Regions from separate parts of the Sus scrofa genome. Here region 1 is linked to region 2. A link is a contact called in public promoter capture Hi-C data. All regions are on one chromosome and are shown on one strand. Each heading gives the region's core, a stretch centred on a gene start, on an enhancer-like site or on the middle of the called end of the contact. The rest is flanking DNA. Distances are from core to core; before and after follow the strand shown.

The links. Promoter capture Hi-C pulls out the DNA fragments that hold promoters and counts their contacts.
Region 1: a promoter capture Hi-C map of fetal skeletal muscle shows a contact between it and region 2, with 5 times the contacts expected there. The contact joins the promoter of UBE2J1 here to the promoter of SLC35A1 in region 2. A contact is called at or near these places in 1 of 5 promoter capture datasets (fetal skeletal muscle) and 1 of 2 datasets of contacts at active chromatin or transcription factors (alveolar macrophages).

Annotation. Positions count from the first base shown.
Region 1 is chr1:57,362,774-57,370,073 of Sscrofa11.1, reverse strand. It overlaps UBE2J1 (ubiquitin conjugating enzyme E2 J1), which reads left to right and starts at 5,811. Exons shown (of 8, transcript NM_001077219.1): 1 at 5,811-5,841. The coding sequence starts at 5,811.
Region 2 is chr1:55,855,477-55,862,367 of Sscrofa11.1, reverse strand. SLC35A1 (CMP-sialic acid transporter) reads right to left here and starts at 2,749. Exons shown (of 8, transcript XM_003353254.5): 1 at 2,454-2,749. The coding sequence starts at 2,469.

The DNA of each region.
Region 1 (7,300 bases), core at 4,562-7,061, 1.5 Mb before region 2:
AAAAGAAAGAAAAAAAAAAAGTTGGAAACAACTATTAAGCACTGTATTTAGAAAATGCTTCTTTGCTTATTAATGGGGAAAACCTTTTTTTTTTTTGTTTTGGTAATCAAAGTATAGTTGATTTACAATGTCATGTTAGCTATTTCTGGTACACAGCAAAGTGATTCCATTATACACATATATATATTCTTTCTTTTCATATTCTTTCCCATTATGGTTCATCACAGGATATTGACTGTAGTTCTCTGTGCTATACAGTAGGACTTTGTTGTTTATCCATCCTTTTTATAATAGCATTTGCCAGTCACCAATCCCAATCCAACCCTCCCCCGCTCCTGTTGGCAACCACAAGTCTGTTCTCTATATCTGTGAGTCTGTTTCTGTATTGTAGATAAATTCATTTGTATCATATTTTAGATTCCACAATGGGGAGAACCTTTTAAAATGAGGTACGAGTTATCTGGTGGAAGAAATACACTACGCTAGTATGAGAAGCACTCCACTGGGTTTCACATATATTCACTTGATAGTTCTCCATAGTATTTTCTTCTGGAATATAGTATTAGAAAAGTTTTCAAATAGAATGAGCAGGAAGAACTGCCTTGATCATAGCAGAAACTGAGAAGGCAAAAATGAAGAGGCAGTTTCTTGCCTGGATCTGTCACCTGGCCACCAGATGGGAGACAAGGCAAAGCTATTAGACCTGCAAAGCAATAAGGTGAGGTGTGAAAAAAACAAAGAACTCCTTTCCGGCTGACATTTTTGTCTAGACAACCAGTTTACACTTGTGCCCCTGATAATGACCAACATCTCTTAACCTGAATACCAGCCAGCTACATCCTCAGGGGAAAATGAGTATCATTTTTCTTATTAACCATTTCAAAGGGGGAAATCCTGGGGGGAAAAGCAATAGGAAAAACTACTGGAGGTTCTTTTTTCTTTCTGGCCTTGCCTGCAGCACATGGAAGTTCCCAGGCCTGGGATTGAACCCATGCTATAGCAATGACCAGAAACATGGCAGTAACAATGCTAGATCCTTAGCCCACTAAGCCACTAGGGAAGTCCCTTTTTTTTTTCTTTTAGTGAAAAATCAAAACTCAGGAAATAGTCGAAGCAATTAATAGAATGCTTACAATGAAGTCTATGTATGGCTTTCTGAGGTGTTTTTCAGTTTGAATTGTACTTTAGGAAGACATTGCTATAAAATTGGTCAATTCAAGCGTTAAAAAAATATCAACTGACTTAATTTTAAAGATCTTAATTGGTTTTATTGAATTATTCATGAAGCTGTCAGCATCCCATCTGGCAAAGAGAACGGAGATCCAAGGAGCTGTACAAAATGGAAAGCTTTATAGGCAGAAGGGGGGAAAGAGTGGATGGATGGTTTGTTTTAGATAACCTACCTATTGCAATGGCAGGGTGCTCTGTAGAAGATTACCTCATGGGTGCTGACCTGAAAATTCCAGACTGACCAGTTAAGATTATATTCCTGGCAGTTACGGTCGTGGCTCAGCGGAAATGAATCTGACTAGCATCCATGAGGACGCAGGTTCGATCCCTGGCCTCGCTCAGTGGGTTAAGGATCCGGCGTTGCTGTGAGCTGTGGTGTGGGTCACAGACGTGGTTCAGATCTCACCTCGCTGTGGCTGTGGCGTAGGCCAGTGGCTACAGCTCTGATTAGACCCCTAGCCTGGGAACCTCCATATGCCGTGGGTACAGCCCTAAAAAGATATTAAAAAAAAAAAAAGAAAAATAATACATTCCTGGAGGAGGTTGTAACTGCAATTAGGTTAGGTGTTAAGTCTTGGTTTGCTGACGTGGGGCTTAATACAAATAACTCCATTTTGGACCTGTCATTTCTTAACAGCACAAGTCATAACAGCACTGCTATTTGCTAAACAAGTAATCCAGTTAGGTGATGGCAGATATTTTTAGTATGGAAAAGTATTTTAAACAACGGAATCTCAGCCCTGTTCGCATACCTATGCTTTATAAACAAAGGCTAAGGTAAATACACTAAAATGTTAACCCTGGCCATTTCTGTGCAGGAGAACTACAGGAGATTTGTGTTTTGTTCATGTTCCAGATATTGAATAACAATCATGTATGACTTTTATGATCAAGGAAAAACCATTTTAAAAAGTAAGAAAAGATTTGGGAGTTCCCATTGTGCCTCAGCAGGTTAAGAACCTGAATATTGTCTCAAACTGTGGGGTAGGTTGAAGTTGCAGCTGGGACCTGGCATTGTTGTGGCTGTGGTGAAGGCCGGCAGCTGCAGCTCCAATCCGACCCCTAGCCTGGGAACTTCCATATGCTGCAGGTGTGGCCATAAAACAACAACAACAACAAATTTAGGAGTTCCTGTTGTGGCTTAGCAGGTTAAGGATTCGGTGTTGTTATTGCTGTGGCTCAGGCCATGGCTGTGGCTGGTATTGATGAGGATGTGGGTTCGATCCCTGCCCTCAATCAGTCGGTTAAGGAAATGACATTGCCACAAGCAGCAGCGTACGTCCCAGGTATGGCTTAGATCTGGCATGGCTGTAGTGTAGGCTGGCAGCTGCAGCTATGATTTAACTCCTCGTCTGGAAACTGCCATGTGCCCAGGCGTGGCCCCAAAAAGAAAAAAAAAAAAAGTTTTAAATGTTGAATAATAAATATTTTAAAATACATGGTCTTGAGACCGAGCAGAACTGTGTGGGGCCCTCCTGGGCACAGAAGCCTTTCTGCGTCTCCAGTTTCTTCGTGGGAAAGAAGCTTCAGCCTCCAAGACTTTCCCTGAGTTCAGAGGGCAGAATCAAATAGTTGACTCTTTATTCAAAATAGTTGAACTATTTAAATAGTTCACTAACTATTTAGGGGAAGTAAGGGAATAGTTCACTAACTAGAGGGAGTGAGGGAATTATTCACTACTAACTATTGAGGGGAAGTGAGGGAATGCAGAAACAAAGGGAAATCAGTCAAGAAAAAACAGGGCGGAATAAAGCAGAGTCCTAGCTCCTCCTCAAAGGATATTCATACAAATATACCTTTGAGTTCTTCTGCAGGAACTAAGACCCCAAGGGGAGGATGGTAACTTGAGCACAAGATTACTGGACCCTGCCCTGTCACCTCACCATTGAACAAACAGAAGAAAGTCACACACCCTGCAGCCCTAAAATTCTCCCCGCAAAACCACCAGGGAATTCAGGTTTTTTGAGCACGAGCCATCTGTTCTTGCTTGGCCCTTACAGTAAACTGTTCTCCACTCCATACCTCCTCCCCGACTCCAGCCCCAGGTGAGGCACACGAATTTGTGTGCAGTAACAGTAGTACCTGCCTCAAAAGCCTCTCCATCCTGAGACCTACCACACAAATGCCCACTTTTGCAGAGCTGTGGTACAGAGAGCATGTCAAGTGTTAGACAATTTGAAGATTCAACACAAAGAATAAGTGAATGAAGCAGCTTATTGGGGTTTGGTTTTGGATGCATATCTGGGCCAATCAAGTTATCAGTTTACTTTTCAGAAAACATTATCATGGAATGGTTTGAAAGATACTATCTAGTTTTATCTTCATCCTCCACTTCCCACACCCTTTCTAAATTTAAATTTCACTCTTTACAAAGGGTTGCTGATACAATCTGATACCAAGAATTCTATTCACTTTTTTTTTTTTTTTTTTGCTTTTTAGGGCCAAACCCGCGGCATATGGAGGTTCCCAGGCTAGGGGTCTAATTGGAGCTGTAGCTGCCGACCTACGCCATAGCCACAGCCACAGCAATGCAGGATCCCAGCTGTGTCTGCGACCTACACCACAGGTCACAGCACCGGATCCTTAACCCACTGAGCAAGGCCAGAGATTGAACCCACAATCTCATGGTTCCTAGTTGGTTTCGTTTCCGCTGCGCCACTAGGGGAACTCCTTGATTCACTTTAGATTCTTAATTTTAACAATAGAAAGTGTAGGGGTGGAAATAATCTTCCCTCTACCCTTATGAGTTCTCACCTGAGACCCCTTGTAATAGATGATCAAGAGAAAAACAAACAAGCTAAGTGCCTAGATTGACTGAAGTCACCACCTTAATTACTATCTTCAGCCAAAGACAAAAGAAAGTTGTAGGGTGTATGGAGGGAGGCCAGTTACGGAGGTTTGGGGAAAAGCACCTAAACAAGGGTAAAGATTGTTTGGCACACTTGTCAGTACTTTCCCCATTGAGATTCTTTTGCAATTTAGAATCAACCTTCTTTTCCAGGTACCTTGAGGGAGACATTTACAACAGTAAATTTCCCTTAGAAAAGAGTAACTTCTGGAGTTCCCTGGTGGCTCAGTGGGTTAAGGATTTGGTGTTATTGCTGTGGCTCAGGACATGGCTGTGGCTGGCCAGGAACTTCCAAGTTCCATACCCCTCCTCCCCCAAAGGGGTTAACTTTGACTCTATTTTCAGAGTCTCCAGAGCCTGCTCTTTCTCAGAAATAATCAGCTTAAAATAATCCTTATGCCAAAGAGGCATATTTTGGGGTAGCATATTCTGCAGCTTTTCAAAAAAAGTTTTCTATTTTTACATAGCAAAGCTTAACCAACCTGATTAACCCTCTTCAACCCCACCTGAAATTCTTTCCTTCCCTTTTATCCTCAGCACTATCCCAATTCTCCCTCTTTTTTTTTTTAGGGTCTGCATTCCTGGTATATGGAAATTCCCAGGCTAGGGGGTCCAGTCCGACTTGCAGCTGTGGGCTTAGGCCACAGCCAGCCGATATTCCGGGTCCTTAACCCATTGAGCAAGGCCAGGGATTGAACCCGCACCCTCACGGATACTAGTCGGGTTCTTAACCCGCTGAGCCACAACGAACTCCCCTCTCTTTTTCTACCTCTTTGCTCCTCTAAGCCTTCAGGACCCACAGTCCTGTCCTCTTTTTCTCCATTCCACTCTACAGTGAAGCCCGAAGTGTTTTTCCTCTGAAGTTAAACTTTTCTTATTTACATGGTTCCCCCAAATTCAATTCTTAAAAAAAAAAAAAAAAAAAAAAAAACCCAAATATTTAAGTGCCTTGCTTCTAAGCACATTTGTCTGGGGGAAAAAAATTGTTAAAAACCCTCCTCAATCCCTTATCACTGGATTTTCCCTTCCCTACTTTAACTGTTTCCACTCCAAACAGCTACTGATCTAAAACGCACTCGGCGGGGTGCAAGAGGACCTGGGAGCCGCGGGCGGCTCTGAACGGGGTCTCCAGGGCCCGGGCCCACACCTCCCGCCACCAGGAGGACCAGGACGCTTCCGGCCGTGCCTGAGCCCCGCGACTTCCTGGGGACCCTGGATGGGCCGGGCGGAAGGTCGACCTCCGGAGGGCCCGGGCGAGAGGAAGACCTGGGCGCCGCCCGCTCTCGCAGATCCCGGAGCCGGCTTCGCAGGGCCGGCGGAGTGACCAGCGGCCGCGCGACCGACTGCCACGAAGCGACTGCCACGTCAGGGTAACTTCACAAAACCCAGGCGAGGGCGGGTGACGCAGGACGGGCGGCCGCGGCGGGGGTGGGCCCGCGGCCAGGCGAGTAGGCTGACCTCCAGCCCGCGCCCGGCTTCAGCGACACCCGGGCCGGCGCTGGCGCCCGCCCGACCCTCAGGGAGGCGGGGGAGCAGCGGAGGAGGCGGAGCCCGCGCCCCGCCCGCGCCCTCCTACCCCGGCCGCAGTCCCCGCCAGGGCTGGGCGGCATCCGCGGAGGCTCCTCGGCCAGGCCGGGTCTGCTGGAGCCGCGCTGACACCCCGGCGGCGGCGGCGCGCAGAGGCAGCGGCGGGCGGCAGGCTGGGAGACCGGAGCCGGGCCAGCGACCTGCCATGGAGACTCGCTACAACCTGAAGAGCCCAGGTGAGCGGAGCTGCGGGCGGGTTGCGGCGCCGCACGGGGCGGGAGGGAGGAGTGACCGGGATCCCGGGCCCCGCGCCGCGGTCTCGTCCGGTCAGCCGCCGCTCGCGGCTCAGCTCCGGGTTTCGCGCTCTACGCGAGGCCGCCGCCTGCCGGGGTGGTGCAGGCCGCGGAGCCAGGCGATCGGGCGGGCATCGGCTGCGAAACCTGCGGACTGCCCGCCGCACCCCGACTGCCCTTCCCTCCATTTCGTTGCGTAGAGCTGGGTTATCCGTTCGGCGCTGAGAACAGGTGTAAAGGTGATGTCTGGGGTAATAGTTAACAGCCTCTTGCCCTACCTGCGCCCGGGACACCGCCTTTAGCCCTTCTTCGTCGCCGCCACCGGACTTTTATTAGCTGTTTGATTCACTCTCCTTTGAGGATTTAGTTTAAATGTTCTGTTTGCAGGATTTGGGGTGAATAGAATGAAGGAAGTGTTCTGGACCAAACCAGTTAACCAAAAAGCTAAGAAAACTAGTAGAGCTAACCATGATTTTTGCCATCCTGACGAGTATGATATATGTCCATATTCAGACATAAAAACTTCCTTTCCTGTATTTAATGCCCCTGTGTCACTCACGGAAGCAGCCAAACAATTCCAGCCTCCACTTCTTTACTAGTGTATTATAAAGATGCACGAAAAGTAACCAGCTCTCTCAGATTAAGACAGGCTTGGAACAAATCTTTGGATTCTATAAAATGGTATTTATTCTTTCCGTACCTTGATAAATGTGTTAGGAGGAGAAACTCTACACTTCAGTTGTAAGTGATAATCCTAGAACATTAGAGATGGTTTGACCAACTCTTGCTGCTCACTTTTTTCCCCTTCCAAAGAAGCAGCTTAGTAAGAATCAGCAAGATTAGCGTGCCCCTGGAAAGAGTATTTTGAGTCCTTGATTTTTTAAAAATATCTTAAAAACATGCAAAGCCTCCAGAAAAGCCGGAGAATACTGGCTGAATAGAGCTTTGTTAACCTGAGTGCTGTCAGACTAAGAAACGTTCTTAGGTAACCAAGTGTTGTAGAATAGGTCATAACATTTTTGGGGGCGGGGCATAGACACATTTAAAAATCTGGCGAAGGCTATTTATAGATTCACTTTCTGTGAATTCATGACCCCTGCCCCCAGCCCATCTCTTAAGAACACCAGAAAAAAGAGGCAGAGGTGGATCAAAGAGAAAGAGGGAAAGAAAAGTTTAATTTTAAGGTTAGGTGTTAGAATGATTCAACTGTTAGGATTGTGCTAGGTTTTTTTTTTGTCTTTTTGTTGTTGTTGCTATTTCTTGGGCCGCTCCCGCGGCATATGGAGGTTCCCAGGCTAGGGGTTGAATCGGAGCTGTAGCCACCGGCCTACGCCAGAGCCACAGCAACTCGGGATCCGAGCCGCGTCTGCAACCTACACCACAGCTCACGGCAATGCCGGAT
Region 2 (6,891 bases), core at 1,500-3,999:
CAGTTTTCTTGGAACATAGCTACACTCATTTATTTCCAAATTATCTATGGCTATTTTTTGTCCTGAAACAATAGGGTGAGTAGTTATGAGAGAGACCATCAGCCCTTAACAAAAAAAGGTTTGCCAACACATGTCCTAGATTCTCAACACTTTCATAAATAAGAGAGGTTAAGACTGCCAAACTAAAAATGACTTTATTTCAGCTATTATATATTCAATACAACATAGTGAATGTTTAAACATTAAACCAACTATGTATAGCCTATGTATAATTATTCTGACCTATAATTATTACTGTCATCAACTCTGAAAATATACCTATTAGCATAGTGATTCAACGGGAATATACATGATACTCTTGAAAATAGTGATCTAAATGAAATAGTAATCAAGTAAGTTTAGATATCTGTATAACATACACGGCTTTCTTTGCTATAGACTATCATGTATAAAACATACATAAACTTTTAAAAAATACTTCATATGTTTTTTCTCTAATTTCAGTTTAGCATTAGACCAAAATATTTCTTTTTTTTTTTTTTTCTTTTCAGGGCAGCATATGGAAGTTCCCAGGCTAGGGGCTACAGCTGCAGGCCTACACCATAGCCCCAGCAACACCATATCCTTAACTCACTGAGTGAGACCAGGAATCGAACCCAAGTCCTCATGGATACTAGTCAGGATTGTTACCACTGAACCACGACAGGGACGCCCCACAATATTTCTTCTTCACTCCAGTCATAAATTCTCCAGTATGAAATTGCAATTATTAGCAACTTCAATTTTTTTTCAGAGTAATATCAAAAGTCCATACACGTAATCACTGTCAGTTTTGCTGAGTATTCAAATCATGGCCAGAGGTAGTGACTATAAACCTAGCCCACAACTCAGATGCACTGCTGAGTGGGCACAGTGGCACATTTGCAGTTTTCTCTGTCTCATAAAGTTCCCACTAGCCCCCACGCAATATTTATTTCAGTGTGGGAAATGCCCCCCAAAAGAAATTTACAGTCTGGAGCTGCATCTTTTTCTCAGTTACATTTTACTATTTAAACAGAGGACATTATTCATAATACTTGAGAACTCGGAAATTCAGGAAAGCCCAGATAAATCCTTTGTGAATAACAGGAAGCTCTAGAAACTTCAATTTTGTGTTACACATTTCTCGGGGCATATAAGACTTATAACCAGGGCACAACAAATGTGCAATAGGCCTAAATCTGTATATACTGTTGCAACAGTTCCAGATAATGACTTGACTTTTGTGATTTTGAGGTTGCCTTCCTCATTAATCTTGCAGTTCCCATTTTACGTCAGTTATCAAAACAATTCTGTTTTTTGTTTTTTTCACTTCCTTTACAAAAAGACGCTTAAGGTTGGGTTTATTTGAAATGGGAGAACAGGTAAGAGAAGCACATACAGCTAATGCAACTACAAACAATGCTCTCTGGGCAGAGCTAGAGTAATAAACGTGGCCTCTCCAACCAGGAAAATAATTTGGCACCCATGCGAAAAACTATTCCTCAAATATTTGTTCAACATTTATTCAAAGGTGAAGCCAAGACCTCGATGGGAGAAGGTTGGAGAAAGAATCCGGGTGCTGCTCAACCTTTCCTAGCCACTGCTCTAATTCAGCCCTGCTCTTAACTCACTTACCCCGCTCAGCAAAACAAAAGTGCTGCGGAGTTAATCAGACTCATCCTCATGAAATGGCAATTAGTCATCAAATATTATTACTCTAATGTGCTACCCCTGGGGAAGGGAAGAGTTGTGGATCTCACCCTCCCCCATCCCCCGCCAAAATACCAAAGTGTTTCTTCTAACCATATACAACATTCTCCTTGGAAATAACTCTGTTAACGACTGCCTTTTCCATCTCGTTACGGTTTCAGTTTGTTTTAATGTCCCAGTTCAGTGACTGTTACGTGGACCAGCCGCCGCTTAGACACTACACCCAGAGCATGCCCTTAAACCTCTGAGCATCCTAGGTCAGGAGACGCAGCAGAGACCGCCACCGCGGTGACCCCGGGCCGGACGGAGAACGGTCCTGCCTCCTTTGGGTGAGGCGGATGCAGCCCGGAACCTGCGCCCCGACCCTTCGCCGGGTCCGCCGCTGCCTGGGCCTGTCTGAATTCGGGTCCCACCCACTACCCGCTCGTCGAGGCAGGCGGCGTCTTGGGCCGCGGAACTGCCCAGCGCGGAGTCCGCCGCGGGGAAAGCAGCTGCAGTGGGAGGCTGGCTGCCCCGCGCTGCCCAGACAGGCGGCGGCGGGCGCTCCAGCCCGGGAGCGGCTCAACACAACTCCAGATGCCCGTCGCCCGCGCCTGGCCCCGGGGCCCGGAGCCCTGCGGGCGCGAGGGATGCTGCACCGCCGACAGGTGCGGACCAGCGCTGACGCTCATTCGCCACCGCCCCCCGGGGGCTTCCCCTGTCCCGGCGACCGCCAATCTCACCTCTTGGGGCAGCCATGGTTCCCCGACAGCCCCGCGCGGAACTGACGCGCGCCCCCTCTGCGAGCGCTGCCCCGGACACCGGGGACCGCCCCCTGAGGTCATAGAGACGAAAGCCGCTCGGCCTAGAGCGCCTCGCCGGCCAGTGGCCGCCGGCTTGCCGCCCAGCCAAACACCAAGATTAGGCTCAGGAATCCAACTGCTACCGAAAAGGGAACGACCCGGATGGAGGAGAGGACTGTACCGCCAAGTATATGTGGACAACAGCGTAACACTCGGTTCCAAGGCCGTCCTTTTGTAAACTACAGCTCCCGGCCGGTTAAGGAAACGGAGTTAAGGGAGCGGAGCTTTGCCTTCTGGGAGTTGTAGTCCTCAGCAACGTGACTTGGCGGCAAATAGGATTTGGGCTTAGGCAATGATTCACGGATGTCAAAGCTGTTGTAGGACCACCCAGAACTTGTAAAGAAACAGAAACTACGTTCAGCAACCTTGGCAACTTTTGTAACTTTCACCTCGCTCATTAACTGCCATTGTTACCTCTTATTTAAACTTAATATAGTTATTATTGTTCAGAGTCTTGTGCCTGTGTCCTTATCATTAGCATTGCCATTGGTTATATTTACCCAGCCAGACATTAACTGCACGATCTTCACACGACAAATGGGCTTCATAAATAGTATATGTGTCCATAGGTATTTACTTCAACCGCTATAATCTTTACTTTCACTAAAGCATATTAATTAGCATAAGCGATGTTGGAAATAATTCATTGGCAAAATGAATGGCTTTCGAGATATGTAGTTTGGTTAAAAATACCTCATTTCTTACAGGAACATGATCTGGGGGAGAATAGTAGCTCACATACTCTCTCTCTCACACACACACACACACACACACAAATTGATCAAAATTGGTGTGCTGGGTAAAATGCTTTTTGGGGGACTGGTTTTGTGGCATTCCTGGTTCACGTAACCTATCGTGCTGCTCTTCCCTACTTTTCTTGTAAATTTTCATTGCCCACAAAGATTTTGTATTCCATTGGCATGAGCCTTGCTTGACTAGATTTTGATGTCTTTTGCCCTAACCTGATAAGCCCAATTCCACCAGGGACAAAGCTATCGTCAGAGTCAGGATTATCGACCCGTTCCAGTGAGGGAAGCTGTACACCACAGTCAGTGAGACATGTCTCAGACAACAAAGGAAAAGACAGGGTTATAGAATCTGGGGGAAGGATGGACTCAGGTGAAATTTTAAAAGTGTTTTGATATATTTAAAGCAGAGCTGTGTGTTAAAAAAAAAAAAATCAATATTAGATCTGGGCTGCAAAAGAGGCTCAGGATCCTGTTCCTCGGAAACTGCAAAGTTACATTTCAAGAGCCCCTTAAATGAAGGCTGTGCACCTAGATTGGAAACTGAGGCTGCTTCTTTGCGTCAAAGCCACTAAAATCTTTACAGAAGAGTGGACTGTTTCATTCTTCCTGATACAATTTCAACAGCAAGTTTCCTAACACTTTATGATTTTCGAGGACAAAATTCTTTTAGTGAATTTAGAAAGTAGATACTCAAAAACCAGGGGTTGTTATTATACTTTGCAACTGCAGCATATCCTTGAAATTTTATTTCCTGTTAACTTTGCAGACGGCATTTCTGTTATCCCAGCCCAAGCAGTGGCCAAATGGATATTATATTCTTTTTCTTTTTCTTTTTTTTCTTTTTTTTGCCATTTCTTGGGCTGCTCCCGCGGCATATGGAGGGTCCCAGGCTAGGGGTCCAATCAGAGCTGTAGCCGCCAGCCTCCGCCAGAGCCACAGCAGCTCGGGATCTGAGCTGCATCTGCAACTTACACCACAGCTCATGGCAACGCCGGATCCTTAACCCACTGAGCAAGGCCAGGGATTGAACCCACAACCTCATGGTTCCTAGTCAGTTTCGTTAACTACTGAGCCACGACGGGAACTCCATGGATATTATATTCTTAAGCCAACCTCACTTTTACTTTCCTTGTTTTCAATTATCCTAAGTATTGGAGGGGAAAAAATATCGGTTTAATGTATATTTTTTATGTATACCTAGATTTCTAAAAACTTGGTTAAAGCAAGGCACAGCCATCTTCCATCTTCAACATCTGAGTCATAAGTTCATTTGCCTGATGACAAAATAACTTTTCAGCAGCTGTTGCCTTCTCCATCTGAGAACTGATTGTCTCTATGATATTCCTGATTGTCACTATCAAACTGCAGTATTTGTCTTGATACCTTGCTCACTTTTATCTCTGCTCAGGCATCACAGCTACCCTAGTCTCAATGAATGGCATGAAGGAACCCCAGTATTATATCCATTGGTAACAAAGTAAACATGTAAATTTAGACTGTGAAGGAATCACATGCCCAAAGGCTTAAGAAAGTTGTTGGTAGCTGTATAATAGATTATTAAAAGAGGTAAAATTTAAAGTACGATAAACCATTAACCATGAAGGACCGTGTAAACAAATCATACACCTAGACATGACTGTTTCCATGACAGTTTAAGCATATTACTCTCATTCTGCTATGAAGAAAACATCCAAAACCAATTTGCTAGGTTATCGTTATTTTAAAACAACTCTTTCCTATGGTATAATATTACTAAAGACAAGCCAGAAAAATTGCTGCATTTTAGAATTGTGGGAAAAAATGTTAAATACAAAGAGACGATGTAAAATTCAGTGTATGGGCTAGAAAAGTTAAACATTAGTTATAATCATTGGTATCTAAACATTTCTATTCGGGCTTAATTCCCCCTTGCCTCTGCTTCCTTTTTTAGCTACCATAACCTCGCTTCTCTTTTCCTGCCAGTCACTGATTAAGTAGTCCGTACTTATTTCTACAATTTTCTGCTTCACTGGCTGCAATCTTATTTCAACTCAAGCCAACTCTGTTAAATCAGCTCAACACTTGCCAACTCCATTCCTCATCCTCTTTTGTTTGTTCATTAGACATTTACTGAAAGTCCTAATGTGCCAAGCATTATTCTAGGCACTGAGAACTAGAAAACAGAAATCAGGGGAAATGAGGATAGGCAGGCCCCAGAAATGAAACACTAGGGATTCTCTCCCCTCTTGGCTCACACCAACCAGGCACTAACCAGACAAATGCTTTACATGTGTTAACTCATTCAATCCTCTCGACTAAGCAATGAGTGGGGAACTGATATTATGATTAATTTTTGTGATGAAGAAAAAACTGCAGCAGAGAGAGATGAACACAATTAGTAAGTGGTAGACCTAGACTTGACTTCCATGATCACAGAGATTCCTTCACATTTTTTTCTATTTTTCTGACTGCTCCTCTGTCTTATCTCTTCCTCCTCATTCCAGCCCCATTCTTTGGGGATGACTCCCCAAATTATCTTTGTCCAACTTAAATTCCATCACCTCTGCTTTACTATCTTTGTCATTTCCTGAACTCAAATATCTAGTGCTAAACACGTTATCTTTTTTTAAGTGGTAAAAACTTTGATTTTCCCTTTCCCCTTCCTAGGATGTTAGCTCCCCTTCATTAAATCTCACCTTTACCCCTTCATGTCATCCATCACCACAATACCCTAACTCTTGTAACAGCCTCCTCACTCTCTCCCCAATTCCATTATCTCTCTCCCATGGTTAATCTCCTGTTCAAGGATCTGCCATGGTTTTCTAATATCCTACTACAGGAAGGCAACACATTCCTCTGCTTTCAGAGCTCAGTGGGTTAAAGATCCGACGTTGCCTCGGATGCAGTGTAAGTCACAGAAGATGGATTTTAAAACATACCGTAGGCGTTCCCATCGTGACTCATTGGTTAACAAATCCGACTAGGAACCATGAGGTTGCTGGTTCGATCCCTGCCCTTGCTCAGTGGGTTCAGGATCCGGCGTTGCCGTGAGCTGTGGTGTGGGTCACAGACCTGGCTCAGGTCCCGTGTTGCTGTGGCTTTGGCATAGGCTGGCAGCTGCAGCTCTGATTGGACCCCTAGCCTGGGAATCTCCATATGCCATGGGAATGGCTCAAGAAAAGGCAAAAAGACAATAAATAAATAAATAAATAAATAAATAAAACATTCCATAAGTAACATTTAACTTACATAGAAAACAAATTATACAAACATCTAAATAAGAGTTACCTGAGCCAAAAAAAAAAAAAAAAAAAAAAGCCTAACTATAAATGACCTCCAATTGTTAAGGCGGGCATTAACAGTCCCTCTACCTGAGAGCCTTCAGTATCCACATGTGGGTATTAAAAGTGTGAAGGCAGCAATAAAACTACAGTTTGAAGCTCAGCTATCAGTCATTCACAGGGGCCCTAAACACAACTGCCTGTGGAGTTAGGCAAATGAGGCCTAGGAGTAAAGTGGGAGGCCTGTAAGGCAGCGAAATGGGAACCTGAATTACCTGCCCTGCGAAAGGGCCCAGTTACTACTTTTAG